Linked DNA regions of Mus musculus: region 2 is linked to region 1. The links are chromatin contacts, called in public Hi-C maps. All regions are on one chromosome and are shown on one strand. Each heading gives the region's core, a stretch centred on a gene start, on an enhancer-like site or on the middle of the called end of the contact. The rest is flanking DNA. Distances are from core to core; before and after follow the strand shown.

Region 1 (6,410 bases), core at 1,496-3,995:
TGTGTCATTGACATCACTGGTCTTACTTTCTGTGTCGTCATCTGACAGCTCTAGCGATGCCCCCTCAATGTGCAGCTGGCGCCGGCCAGATCGGCTTGAAGAAAAGCTGATTGGACCGCCCCGCCTGGGAGAGAAATGCACAGGAACATGAGGCTGCTGGGTTCTAAACAAGGCTCACTCTCCACCTTCTACCCCGTCTGGGGCGTCACGGCCTTGGGGGGTAGCTTTCCTACCCCATCATCCTGTGCCGCCCCCCCCCCCCTGCACGTGAGCAGGGCCAACATGGTTAAGGAAGACAGGTTATGGGGAAAGCCCTATCTCTTAAACACCGCTCTCCCCTTTCCTGCCCTGCTTGAGTGAGGCTGTGGATTCTAATGTCTGCTTTCTCCCGCTCACTACTGTAAACGTCCTGCCTCTTGCCTGGGGATTCCAGAGGACTGGATCCAGCTTCCACAGATGAAGCCTGCCAGCTCTCCATGGCTCACCGAACACTTACCTGAGCCGGTTCTTGAGAGTGCTGACCTCGCGGCTCAGGCCTTCATTGGCCTCAGTGGCGTCGTCCAGCTCCCTTTGGAGTTTACGCCGAGATGCGTTGGCACGTGTGGCCTCTTCCTCAGCCTCTTCCAACTGTCGTTTAAGCTGCTTCATCCTGGCATTAGCCTTCTCCATCTTGGGGCGTTACACAAATGAAAAGCAAACAGAACCCAGGGTCAGACGACGGAGGGTCAGCACGCTCTGTGACATCTTGCGTGCACACAAGCGCACTTGTTTTAGGGCTGCTCTAAGGTGCTTCCCCTTGCCTTAGTAAAGCCAGTATTTACAGAGCAAGCCACACAATCAGAAACTCAAAACTGCCTTTCCTGTGAAACCAAACTAGTTTTCCATCTCCATATGACTGATGGGGCTGTGCAGAAGGCTAGCAGTCTGGACAGGATACTGTCCGTGAAGCGTGGCTGTTCCACACAGCCACTCTGGAGAGTGCAGTGTGCTCCCACTTAAGAATATGACTGTGAGGGACTGGTGAGATGGCTCAGTGGGTAAGAGCACCCAATTGCTCTTCTGAAGGTCCAGAGTTCAAATCCCAGCAACCACATGGTGGCTCACAACCATCTGTAACGAGATCTGACTCCCTCTTCTGGTGTGTCTGAAGACAGCTACAGTGTACTTACATAGAATAAATAAATAAACAAATAAATCTTAAAAAAAAAAAAAAAGACTATGAGCCGGGCGCGGTGGCGCACGCCTTTAACCCCAGCACTTGGGAGGCAGAGGCAGGCAGATTTCTGAGTTCGAGGCCAGCCTGGTCTACAGAGTGAGTGCCAGGACAGCCAGGACTGCACAGAGAAACTGCACAGAGAAACCCTGTCTCGAAAAACAAAACCAAAAAAAAACCCAAACCAAACCAAACCACCCAGAATCTGACTGTGGCTCCTTTGCTCCTAAACTTGCAGGGACTGGCTACTGCCTCATTGGGTGCAGTTGTCACTTGCCTGGCAAGTAGGGAAGCGAAGGCCCTGAGGTGGTCTTGATCCCGATGCTCTACTGGGATCCCAGGAGTGTTGGAGCGAGCCCTTCAATACCGAGCCTCTGGGATTAGGGTTTGTGCATGAGGGCAGACGCCCTTCACAATCCCTGCTTTCTGCTGCTGTTTACCATTTCCCAAATTCCCTCTGACCAGTCCCCGATGCTCACCGTACCCAAGAACTATTAATCCAGGCACAGGAGGGGACTGGAAGAAGCCTCTTTGCCTGCGACACGGTGGAGTGGAGGAAGCTGAATGTAACTTTAAAACTCAGCCCAGGGCTCACACCTCAAAGTGTCACTGACTCGCTCTCCCCATTGGAACTGGGGGAACACAGGCTGCTGCCTGGGTTGAAATGCCGTAATTAAGAGTTTCCAAGAGTGTCCTTAACTCTGATTGCCTGCTTAAACACTCCTGGAGTGGTGACCTTCACCCGCCTGGCTTTTCCTACCTGCTCCTTATACTGATCCGCATGCCGACGCTCGTCTTCAACCTGCATGAAGATTTCTTTCAGTTTCTTCTCTGTTCGACGGACTAGTTTGTTGGCAGCTGCTCGCTCCCTGACAAAGTGACCAAAGTAGTTTTAAAACTTGAAATTAATTATATTTTAAGCGGGGAAGTATTTTTGGAGTTGTTTTTCTTTAGAAAATGACACCTACTGGAACGGCCTTCAGACCTCCCAGAAGCCTGACGCAGGGACTGCCTTTCCGTGTCCTCAGTGGCAGCACTGCCTTGTTTCTGTGCACACAGTGAGTGACATATGCCACATACACATGCCAGTCATAGGGAACAGACATGGTTATCACATAACAAACACCTAGTCTATGGAGTGACTGTCTCAGATGAAGAGTTTACAGCCAATGGAAGCAGCAAACCCTACCCACTGGGGAACAGTGAAATAACCACCACTCTCTGGCCTGGGACTGCGCCTGGTTAGAGGAGATGAACACGGAGAGTCCCTGCAGACAGGAACTGTTCCTTCCTAGCTGGATCTGGGTCTGGTGGAGTCAGGTAAGGCGACTTAAACCTTGCTAGTGAAAGCTTCATTGCCGTGCCTTGCTGGAGACACTTCAGGCCGAGTGGGGGGAGGGCTAGGGATGTAGCACCGGGGCTGCATTTCCGGTCCCATCCTCCCCAACGAGGTGGGTAGGAGTGCTACCACCTGCTGCAGCCGCCTGCTCATTCCATCCCATGCAGTGCTTTGATTCATTTGGTGTGATGGAAACTGCCTGGGGGAGAATGCTTTTGAGAAATACTGCAAATGAGCACCTCACAGGGTGCAACCATCAGAAGTCTGCAGTGAATCCATAAAGATGCTGGTGCTAGGAAGTCATGGGGCAGCATGAGGACTTCCAGCAGGGCCAGGCAGAGCCCCAGCCCCTCCTTAGGCACGGCTCTCACTGCTCTCAGAACCTTCTAGCTCCTGTGCAGGTCACACACCCTGCATTCCCACATTCCCTTGCACTGGGTGTTCCTATGGGCGAGGCTACTTCTGGGTCATGAGATGGCCCACAACATCTTACTTGGCTTCCTGCTCAAGCTGCTCCTCCAGCTGCCCAATCTTGGCTTCCAGGGCTGAGATGGTAGCCTTGAACTTGGACTTGACTGCCCCCTCCAGCTCCTGCAGCTTGGCCTTCAGCTCCTTGTTTTGTCGCTCCAGCTGCTGGCGGGCATTGTCACTCTTCTGGGCAGCGCTGCGCTCTGCTGCCAGCTCTGTGTTCAGTGTGTCCACCTACAAGAGGAGGGAGGTCAGATAACCTGTGCAGGGGCAATGCTGCTGCCCCCAGGGCCGGCCGCATGGCACCTGCAGCGTGGTCTTGCGGAAGCGGTCATTGAGCAGCTCCATGTTGCTCTGCTCCTCCTCCAGCTCCTCTTCCAGCTGTGCGATCCGCGCTTCCAGGCGCCGCTTCTCATCCAACAGCGCAGACCTAAGCTCGAGGAAGGGGCCGAGCACAGAGCATAGGATGAGAACTGTGAGTGTGACTCCCGATTAGTCCCTGCATTTATCCCTGATCTGTGGGTAAGCCCCACCCTCAGACAGTTCTCTTTCCTTCCCAAATCTGCCTTCCTGGTCCTGCACTGTCCTCTGAACCACTGTGGTGACCTCTCTGCTGCTTAACTCTGCCTCTAGAATTTGGCCAAGATCTTGGATGAACTCTAATGTCCTAGCACTCCCAAGGAGAAAGCAACTTAATTGGTCAAAAGAAATCATTAAAAACAAACAAACCAAGCCGGGCGTGGTGGCGCACGCCTTTAATCCCAGCACTTGGGAGGCAGAGGCAGGCGGATTTCTGAGTTCGAGGCCACCCTGGTCTACAGAGTGAGTTCCAGGACAGCCAGGGCTATACAGAGAAACCCTGTCTCGAAAAACCAAAAAAAAAAAAAAGAAAAAAGAAAAAAACAAACAAACAAACAAACCCCCAAACAAAAACAAAACCAAGAAACTCCAAGGAAGATTGTAAGGAAGCTACTAGCCAAGCCAAGTCTGAAAGGGAGGCCCTCAGGTGCCAGGTTTGGTCAGTGGTGTCTTGGCAACTATCCAAACAAAAACAACTATTGATTGCCACTTTACATTTCCTATAGTAACTTTATGGTAAACCCTATACATGACAACATGGAGAAATCAAATTGGTACTGACAAGGAAGCTTTTTCCTTGCTGGAAAACATTCATAGTAACAGAAGGGGCTAATTTAGGATCCTGAGAGGAGGAAAGTTATCAACAGTCTTATCCATCTGTGGGCCCCATGAGCTATGGTAATGGCCAGTACATCAAGGTATACTCAAGGATGCAATATTGGCATACATGTTATGGTGTTTTAGTTAAGGTTTCATTGTTATGAAGAGACACCATGAACACCGCAACTCTTATAAAAGACAATATTTAATTGAGGCTTGCTTACACGTTCAGTCTATTATCATTATGGAGGGCACTATGGCAGCATCTAGGCAGCCATGGTGCTGGAGGAACTAAGAGTTCTATCTCTTGTTCCAAAGGCTTTCAGGCAGTCTGTGGATGTGCACTCTGTAAGGCCAGTGGCACCTACCGCCACAGGTGTACACGCATGTGTGTGCATGGGCATATGAGTGTGTGGCCCTATGTGTGACAGGCAGTGGCTGAGGATGCCCAGACTTCTTGTCATCCTTTTAGACCTGAAGAGATGAGCAAGCCCACTTACTCTGCGATGTCAGGTGACTGTGCCTAGCCTGTGCACAGGGTAGGCCGAATGCTAGCGCTTCCACGCCACCCCTCCCATTTGCCTGCTGTCGAGGAAGACTCACTTTCCAGAGGCGCTGTTGGCGATCTCATCAGCCAGCTCGTCTCGCTCCTGCTCTGCGTGTCGGCGGGCTCGCTCGGATGAGGCCAGCTCCTGAATGAGTTTAAACTGAGTTAGGCTCTGGCCATGGTCAGTCCCCTCATGCTTTCCACACAACCAAGCAGCAGTCTCTATAAGGAAGGAGGCCAGATGTGCTACAGGCCCAGTAAACAAAGGCCACCAAGGAAGCGCTTCACTGTCACTGGTGTGCAGTGGCTGTATCCCACCATCCTTGCATGTTCCCTACAGTCATCGAGCACAAGATTCAACTCTGAACCCTACAGAGACACTGGCCACACCAGATCACAGCTCGTTCAAGGCCTTGCAGCTGCTGACCATGGTATGCTGAAGTACAGAGCAACCAAAAAGCAAATGGAGTCTGTTTGGAAGTCTAACCACACTTTTAAATTAGTTGTGGATCAAAGAAGCCATTCATAGAAATAAGAAAAATACAGCATTGCGACAGCAAAATTGCCCTGTGTCAAAGTTTGTGGGATGAAGAAAAAGAACCTTAGAGGGAATCTGTGTCTCAGAGTGTATGGAGACAGGAGCCATCAACCGTGCTGGGGCATGTGTGAGCGTGCTCGAGGCCCCGGTTTCACTCCCTGACGCACATGCATACACACCTCACAGAAGGAGAAAAATATCCCACAGGAAATAAATAAAACACAATAAAATAGAAAATATGAAAGGACTAAAAGCTGGCACTCAGGCTAAGCCTGGGCTCGGCTCCATGTCTGGTCCAGTTTTCATTTCTCAGCCTCTCCCGGACTGACAGGGTCTCAGCAGCGGCTGTAGCCTGTGCTGGTGAGTTCTCATGGCAACTGTTGTCCAGCCAACATTTCAGGTCATTATCTTTTGAGAAAATCTGGAAAATGTATAGAGAGAAATGCACTCTAGGTGCCTTATTACTTGGGTAGGATTCTGTCCTGCCTGCTACGTATGATGGAGACCTTCGTAAAGGATGAGTGAAAAGTGCTTGTTTTAAGATGTTCCGCTCCAGAATTCAACGGAACCTGCCGCTCTTTCTGTAAGGGGACAGCACTCCTGTGTGAGACAACATCCCTCCCTGGGCAGGCCTCACCCATCCCACCCCTTTCCCTCAGGGGAGCATTCTAGAAGGCTGTCTTACTAATGAGCTGTTGTGCCGTTAGCCAGGTAAAAGAATATGCACAAGCAAGCAACAGAGCGCTCGCTCGCTAGCAGGGGTGCTGAACTGAAATCACACCATCAAGGCCATAAAACACATTTCCTGTAGTCTCAGAGCGACTCTAAGGACAAAGCAAAGATACCTCTTGCAGCTGAAGAATTTCTGCTTCTAGACTCTTCAGTTTCTTTTCACTTTCTTTGGATTGAGCAAAAATCTCATCTCTAGATGCTCGAGCCTCTTCTAGTTCACGCTGGTAATCCTTCATCTGTGCCTGAGGTTAAATAAGAAAGGCCTTTCAGGGAGTGACGTTTATTCTCAGAATTGCACAAATGCATTCACACAACTGTATCACTTAGTTAGCTACAGTAGTGGCATCTGATATAATCACCTTTTCATTATAAAAATTCAACCAGCTATGAAGAA
Region 2 (6,410 bases), core at 1,382-3,881, 160 kb before region 1:
ATGAGCCTGCACCGATGCTCTCCATCTGGTCTATCTGGTGTCTGTGAAGGTCAGAAGTGGGCAAATACCCTGGAACTAGAGTTGCAGATGATTGTGAGCCACCGCGTAAGTGCTGGGAATTGAACCCAGGTCCGCTACAAGAGTAACATGTGCTCTTAACTGCTGAGCTATCTCGCCAGGTCCCTCCAAGCCTGTCTTTTGGTTCTTTCAAAGGGCAAGGACCATCCCAGAGCACCAAACCAAACCTGTTCCAGTTGTAGGTTGGCTGTCCCCAGCAGACTGAGAGCTGGAGACACTCACACAATGAGAAGGACAGATGTGTGCCATCTGAGACTTGTCCATGACACCTGCCCTAGCTGCAGCTGGACCAGTTTTCACTGGACTCTGGCTTCCGGGAAGATGCAAGTAGGAGAGCTTGCCAAATAGGTTCTTTCAGATCAAATGACAACAAACTGACCCAGACAGCTCCAGTTTCTTCAGGAGTTTGAGGTTGAACACCCTGAGGTGTCAGCATTGAGAAGAGCACAAGAGATGGCAGATACCAAGGGAGGGATGGTGAATCAACAGTGGGGATATAGAGATCTGCCAAGACAAGCTGGTCTTCCACCCCACCCTCCAAGGAGAGATCTGGCCCTGGGCCTTGGCACATCTCTGCTCCCCACCCTTGTCATATCCCAAGAACCCAGAGACTGGAGAAAGCTGAGGTCTCCAGCTATCTTAGTCCACTGCAGAACTTGAGGTGCGCCAGGAAATCCTAAGAGGAAAGCTGAAGAAACTTTCTCCTCCCTCTGGCTCATTACAGGGCTCCATTCCTGGTACTTAGTGTTATGAACTTGTTAATAGCATTTATGTCCTTGGAGGTCCCTACCCAAGGATTTCTGATCTGCCTGACTGTGTACAAAGCTATTCAAGCTGTTGTTGCTCCTGGTGAGGAGGAGAGACAGAAAGGTCTACATGGAGAGACGTTCATGGCCAGCTCCTTCTATTCCATGGGGGCTGCACCCCTTCTCTTACAGAGTAAACTAGTTACAGGATACCCCCCCCCGAAACAGATTGATCAAGCACACCCACATCTTGTCTCTTCTCTCCCTCCCTCCCTCCCTCCTTCTCTTGCCTGAGGAAGGGTCTCAATATATAACCCTAGCTGACCTGCAACTCACTATGTAGAAACAAGAAACAGGCTGGTCTCAAACTACAGATCTGACTGCTTTTGTCTCTTCAGTGCTGGATGTGCCATGTGGCGTGAGCCACCACACGTGGCCACACTTCACTCCTAACAGTGCTTTAGAGATGAGGAAAAGTTCAGAGAGAAGCCAGATGCCTACAGTAAGAAGGAGTCACCGCACGCCTTTAATCCCAGCACTCGGGAGGCAGAGGCAGGCAGAATTTCTGAATTCGACTCCAGCCTGGTCTACAGAGTGAGTTCCAGGATAGCCGGGGTGGGGGCACATACTGAGTACACTTAAGAGGCTAAGGTTCAGTTACGGGAGGGAGGGAGAGGGAGAAGGAGAGAGAGAATCTAATGGTAGAGGCCCCTGGGCTCAATCCCTAGCATTGCAAACAGTAAGTGGACAAGCAAAATCCTCCATCCTTAACCATCTTCACAACTCCCTGACTCCATCTGCCTGCCCTCCCCCTTGCATATTTGCATTTCCTAGAGTACACACTGTGCTAAGTTTCTACACCTATGTCCCGGCTAGAACATCTCTAGGATGCCCCCAAGAGCTCTGTAAATCAAACTTCAAGACGCAAAGCGAGTTCCACTGGTACTTTTACACCTTGGCGAGGTGGACTTTTGTATTGTCAGGCTCACGAAGGAAATGAGCTGCACTCTGAGGCACGTGACCCTTGCCTCCAATTCAGTAAATTATGAGGGTTCATTGGTCGAGGTGAGAATCAACCTCTTTGCCCGGTTCTCAGCTGGGTGTAAAATCCATGAGAGCATGGGTGGCCTCATGGACTCCAGGCATCTAGATTCATCCCGCAGTGCAGCAGTATACCACCAGGCCTATTATGTGCCAAACACTTTGCCAGGTGCAAGAGATCAAGGATGAATGGAGAAATTAACTGGGAGGATAAAAGTTGAACAAATACTTAAAAAGAACACTCTAAAAATCCGTAAAGGAAAAACAATAGTTTAATCTGTGCTTTGGCTCAGGTGTGGGAGAGAGCTTCCCCTTGCCCTCCCTAGGGGAAGATTTGAGGGGATTAGAACCGTAATCCTCGGGTTAGGTATCAAGGCTTGAGGTCTGAATCTTAACCTAGACCCACACCTGGGCCTGTTGTTTCCCCAAGTCCCAGCATTAGATCCTGGAGTTAGTGGTCTGGTTGTCGCTCCACTGGAGTCAAGTGGTCCCACAACCCGCCCTTTAACTGAACAACTGTCCTTAAGGGCGGTCTCAAGTGACCTTCTTAGAAGGTATAACTCCTTTACAATGAAGGAGCAAGTGGGCACGAGGGATTAACCCATCACTAGCATCACCAACCCTAAACTCAAGTACAACTGCAAAGCAGACCCCAGCGGTCCTGGGTCTTTCCAAAGAGCCGGGCTTCAGAGACTAGCCCCCAAGGATAGCCCCGCCCCCGAAGCGCGGGCGCCGATTGGTCAGCGTGCTCGCAGGGCGTGACCAGATCTTAAAGGTCCCATTGCTTAGTAGGACGGGAGGAGGTAGTGGGTGCTCCGGGAACACCAGGGGAAATGATGTCTCAAAGGCTCATGTAGGTTTCTTTAAAACCTCGCTAATGTCCAGACTCAAGTACTAGATCTATGGAGCCCAACAGAAACTGTCCACTGTTCGGAGGCGCCTTCTCCGCCATCCTCCCTACAGGGGCCATTGATGTGAGGTGAGAAAGCCAGCCTCCCCGGAGGCCGATCGGGTGGGTTATGGGAAAAAGCCAGAGACAAGAGGGTTCCCTGTCCCTCTCCAGTGACCTCCGACCGGTGCCAGACAACCAAGAAGTTTTCTGCCATCCTGTGACCGACCAGAGTCTGATCATAGAACTTCTGGAGCTGCAGGCCCACGTGCAGGGCGAAGCGGCTGCGCGGTGAGAAAGCTAGCCAACGGGAGGCCGGGAGCCGAGAAAGTGGGCGGGGTCTGTGGCTGGACGGTTATTCAGGACGAAAACTCCCAAGGGCAATAGCAGACCAGGCTCGAGGGTGGGGCTGGGTTATTCAGACATGCTCCTCCTTACCACTGTTCCTCCCATGCCAGGTACCATTTTGAGGACGTTGGCCGGGTGCAGGGGGCTAGGGCTGTGCACGTGCTATCTGTGCAGCCTCTCTGTTTGGAGAACTTATCCCTGAGAGGCTGCTGTCAGGATGCCTGGTCCCTTTCTGGCAAGCAGCAGGTAGCTAAAGAAAACCAGCAGGTGAGGGCTATGGCGAATGGGACGCCCTGGAGTCGGGGAGGGATAACTCCAGGTATCCTGGTAAGCATGCTGATTCTGATCCCTTTAGGTAGCAAAGGATGTCACACTGCATCAGGCCTTGCTGCGGCTGCCCCAGTATCAGACTGATCTTTTGCTCACCTTCAATCAGCCCCCGTAAGGACGAAAGAGCGGGTGGGAACCTCCCAATTGGGTCCCCACGACAATTAAGTTGGGTGGGTCAAATTCCTTCAAGGAAGCAGAAATAAGCCACAGGCTTTGGGGGAGGAGGGTCAGGTCTTCTGGGGGATAGGAAGTGTGATCTTGCAAACCTCAAGCCGGACCATTTTCCTTCTCCCTCTATTCCCTTACCCTAAGGTGTCACAGCAGGTCTCTTGGCCCTGAAAATCTGTCATGTCCACCTTGGAGCCTGAGTAACTTTGAACAGCTGGTAACTAGTTTGACTCTTCATGATCCCAACCTCTTTGGTCCCCAGTAAAGATCGTTGAGACACAACGTGCTACTGAGGACTCGGGGACCCAGTTCTGAGAGGGGGAGTTTCTTTCTGCTTCTTCCCTGGATGTAAACATAAGACACTTCCTCTGCAGAAATAAACTTGCTTTATGAAGAACATAATTTCTGTGCCTTCAAATCTAAGAGGACACCTGGGTCTCCCAGTTCCCTTTGGTCTTGGAAGGGGGGGGAGTTAAAGCTGTGTATAGGAGCAGGGAGTTGGGGGGAACCCAAGAATGGCAGTAGAAATATACTTTGGAGTGACTGATTCAACCCTGAGATGGGTATGAAATATATCGGGGGATTTGTGGAAAAATTTAAAGCAAGACCCACTCAGTGACTCAACCCTAGGAGAACAGAGGAGTGGGCGTGGCTGTCCCCCTTAGGGGCATTGAGAGGTCAATCTGTCAGCAGTCACTGTGATAGGAAGTAGAGGCAGAGGTGCCCAAAGAGTGTTGATCTGGAGTTACAAGAGAGTGATTGTTATTTAGCATATGTGTTGTAAAAGGAGCGCAGCTGATCCCAGAAGAAGAGGGAGAGAATAGTGTGGGGGCCGAGGCGAAAATAGGAGGCACCTATACCCTTGTACATGCCAAAAAAGCCCTCTGTCCGCGCTGTCTGCAGCAGAGCGTCCAAGATCCCCCGGTACATGAGGCCCTGGAGCACGTCAGAGAGGAAGGGAGAGCACAGGAGGTGCATGTCAGAGCCCGCCGGGGCCAGACACCTTTCCAGGCAGCATCTGAGGATCTGCTTGCCCACCCCCAGCTCTCCCTGTCAGCCTGGACCCTGCAGTACTTCCTTACCTTGCCTCGAGTATCAGTGGGTTGGTTATAAAGTCTTGTGCTGGCTACATCAAAGGGTGTCATTGCCACGACTATGGCGACACCACTCACCATGGCAGCGGCCAGAGCCACCTTCCAGCTCTGGGGAGGGAAGATCTATAAGAAAGATAAAGTTTGTTTGGTTTGTTTTTTTTTTTTTTTTTATCAACCACACAGTTGTTTAACTTTAGGGCAGGATGAGCACTGCCCTGGGAACACAACTGGTAATTCTGGGAGCTTCCATACCATCAGAGATAACACAGTGATAACTGAAGGAGTGTCCAGAGGGCTCAGGTACCCCTTCTGTTAGGAGATGATGGCAGCATCCTAAGGGATCACTGATCCTCGAGTCCTCCTATAGCTCCCTCACTTTTGAACCAGGGCCCACCTCCCTTTTTCCACCCTTGTTTCCCATTCCAGGGATGGCCCCACCCGTTCCCAGGAAGTACCTCCCACTGGCTCAAGAGGTCCTTGATAGATGAGAAGGTGCACAGCTGGGTAGAGGAGCCGATGACAACTCTGGGCAGGCCGCCCACGGCCCCACGCCACAACCCCACTAGACCATGTTTCTGGCCAATCTCGGTTAGTGCCTGAAACATGCCCTGGGGGGGAAGACCATGTGGTTGAGGTTCAGTCACCCCAGCATCAGCGACTGCCTCCTGCTAAAGCTGACAAGTGCTATGCACCTGTTGTCCAGACAGCAAGTCCAGTGTAGGGGCCCTCAGGTGTCTGCTGATACTCACCAACCCAGAGTTCAGGCTGGAGGTATGGAATGGAGGACCTCAGCAGGTCAAGAGAACGGGGCAGGATAAACAGGTGCAGGAGAGTTGAGGCACAAGGGATATGAGGGTGAGGACGGGCTCTAGGGTCTGACCGAGCGGGGCTTGATGGGGTCGGGCAAAGCAGTGGCTAGATGGAGCTGCCAGCTATAGGCAGAAAGTTAGGGAAAAATGGGGGGAGATGGTCGGGTGCTCCAGTGGTTTGGGGAACCCTCACCTGATGCTTATACTGGTGCCCTACAGCAATTTCAGAGGCTGCCTGTGCCTGTAGGTGTGTCTTCACCTGGAGACAAGAAAGTATCACAGCCTGTGTCCCAGGGGTCACTTTCCCACCATGGAGACCAAAACACCCAAAGCCCTCACTCACACTTCCTCTAGGGTATTAAGCAATGAATATATTCTTTTAATCTGGTAATTACTGTTTTTCCCACTTAACAAATTGGTCATGAGGCTCTGTCCCTTGGCTGCAGTCCCAGGGGACGGATCTCTTAGGCCTGCAAGATGCCCCGCCCCCTTCACATCCTACTTCCCTTGGGGCTGGGGGTGGGGAGTGGAGATCGGAGAATGGTAATATTTCCTAAGACTTCATGTTAGGAAAGTTCTGGATGCCTTGCCTCTTATGCCAGCTCCCATTCCAGATCAGATCTCCAGCTGCCACCTCCACCAGCCTCCCTGTCAAGACTACCCTAAGGGCACAAATTCAGCTGATTTTTGAAGATGCCTTTGTCCTCAAATCTCATACACTAGGAGTGAGACCAAGTTGGCGCTCCTGTAAGATCATCTCCTTGGCTCACTAAGCCTGGCCTAGTCCCAGTAACGAACAGCTGTGTGACCTTGAGCAGGACACCAACCCTCTCTGGATCCAGGCTTCCAGCCCTTCACCATCTGATAACTCACAGGAGCAAGTTGTGAGAGTGTGTACAATTCTGTG

What was found. Hi-C and Micro-C count contacts between places; a contact is called where the count stands out from the background.
Region 2: a Hi-C map of embryonic stem cells shows a contact between it and region 1, with 4 times the contacts expected there. The contact joins the promoter of Rangrf here to the enhancer-like site in region 1. A contact is called at or near these places in 11 of 39 promoter capture datasets (the 3T3-L1 cell line, the HPC-7 cell line, HPC-7-derived erythroid cells and 5 more), 23 of 484 Hi-C or Micro-C datasets (the G1E-ER4 cell line, the P5424 cell line, cerebral cortex and 7 more), 3 of 115 datasets of contacts at active chromatin or transcription factors (bone marrow-derived macrophages, embryonic stem cells and epiblast stem cells) and 3 of 9 other capture datasets (adipose tissue, embryonic stem cells and liver).

The regions. Positions count from the first base shown.
Region 1 is chr11:68,808,641-68,815,050 of GRCm38.p6, reverse strand. It overlaps Myh10 (myosin, heavy polypeptide 10, non-muscle), which reads right to left. Exons shown (of 41, transcript NM_175260.2): 35 at 6,130-6,258; 36 at 4,803-4,891; 37 at 3,327-3,450; 38 at 3,046-3,254; 39 at 1,974-2,082; 40 at 497-669; 41 at 1-124. Among named protein-coding and RNA genes, the nearest start is that of Ndel1, 41 kb to the left of the region's middle. Within about 2 kb of position 2,745, at least 10 of the 459 cell types and tissues checked have an H3K27ac peak or open chromatin away from gene starts, as enhancers often do. A contact at or near this core is called in embryonic stem cells, where this site is marked.
Region 2 is chr11:68,970,076-68,976,485 of GRCm38.p6, reverse strand. Rangrf (RAN guanine nucleotide release factor) reads left to right here and starts at 2,631. Exons shown (of 5, transcript NM_021329.3): 1 at 2,631-2,844; 2 at 2,929-3,045; 3 at 3,213-3,369; 4 at 3,458-3,543; 5 at 3,745-4,002. The coding sequence starts at 2,768. The coding sequence ends at 3,865. Slc25a35 (solute carrier family 25, member 35) reads right to left here. Exons shown (of 5, transcript NM_028048.2): 2 at 5,697-5,762; 3 at 5,150-5,302; 4 at 4,683-4,817; 5 at 3,971-4,536. The coding sequence ends at 4,363.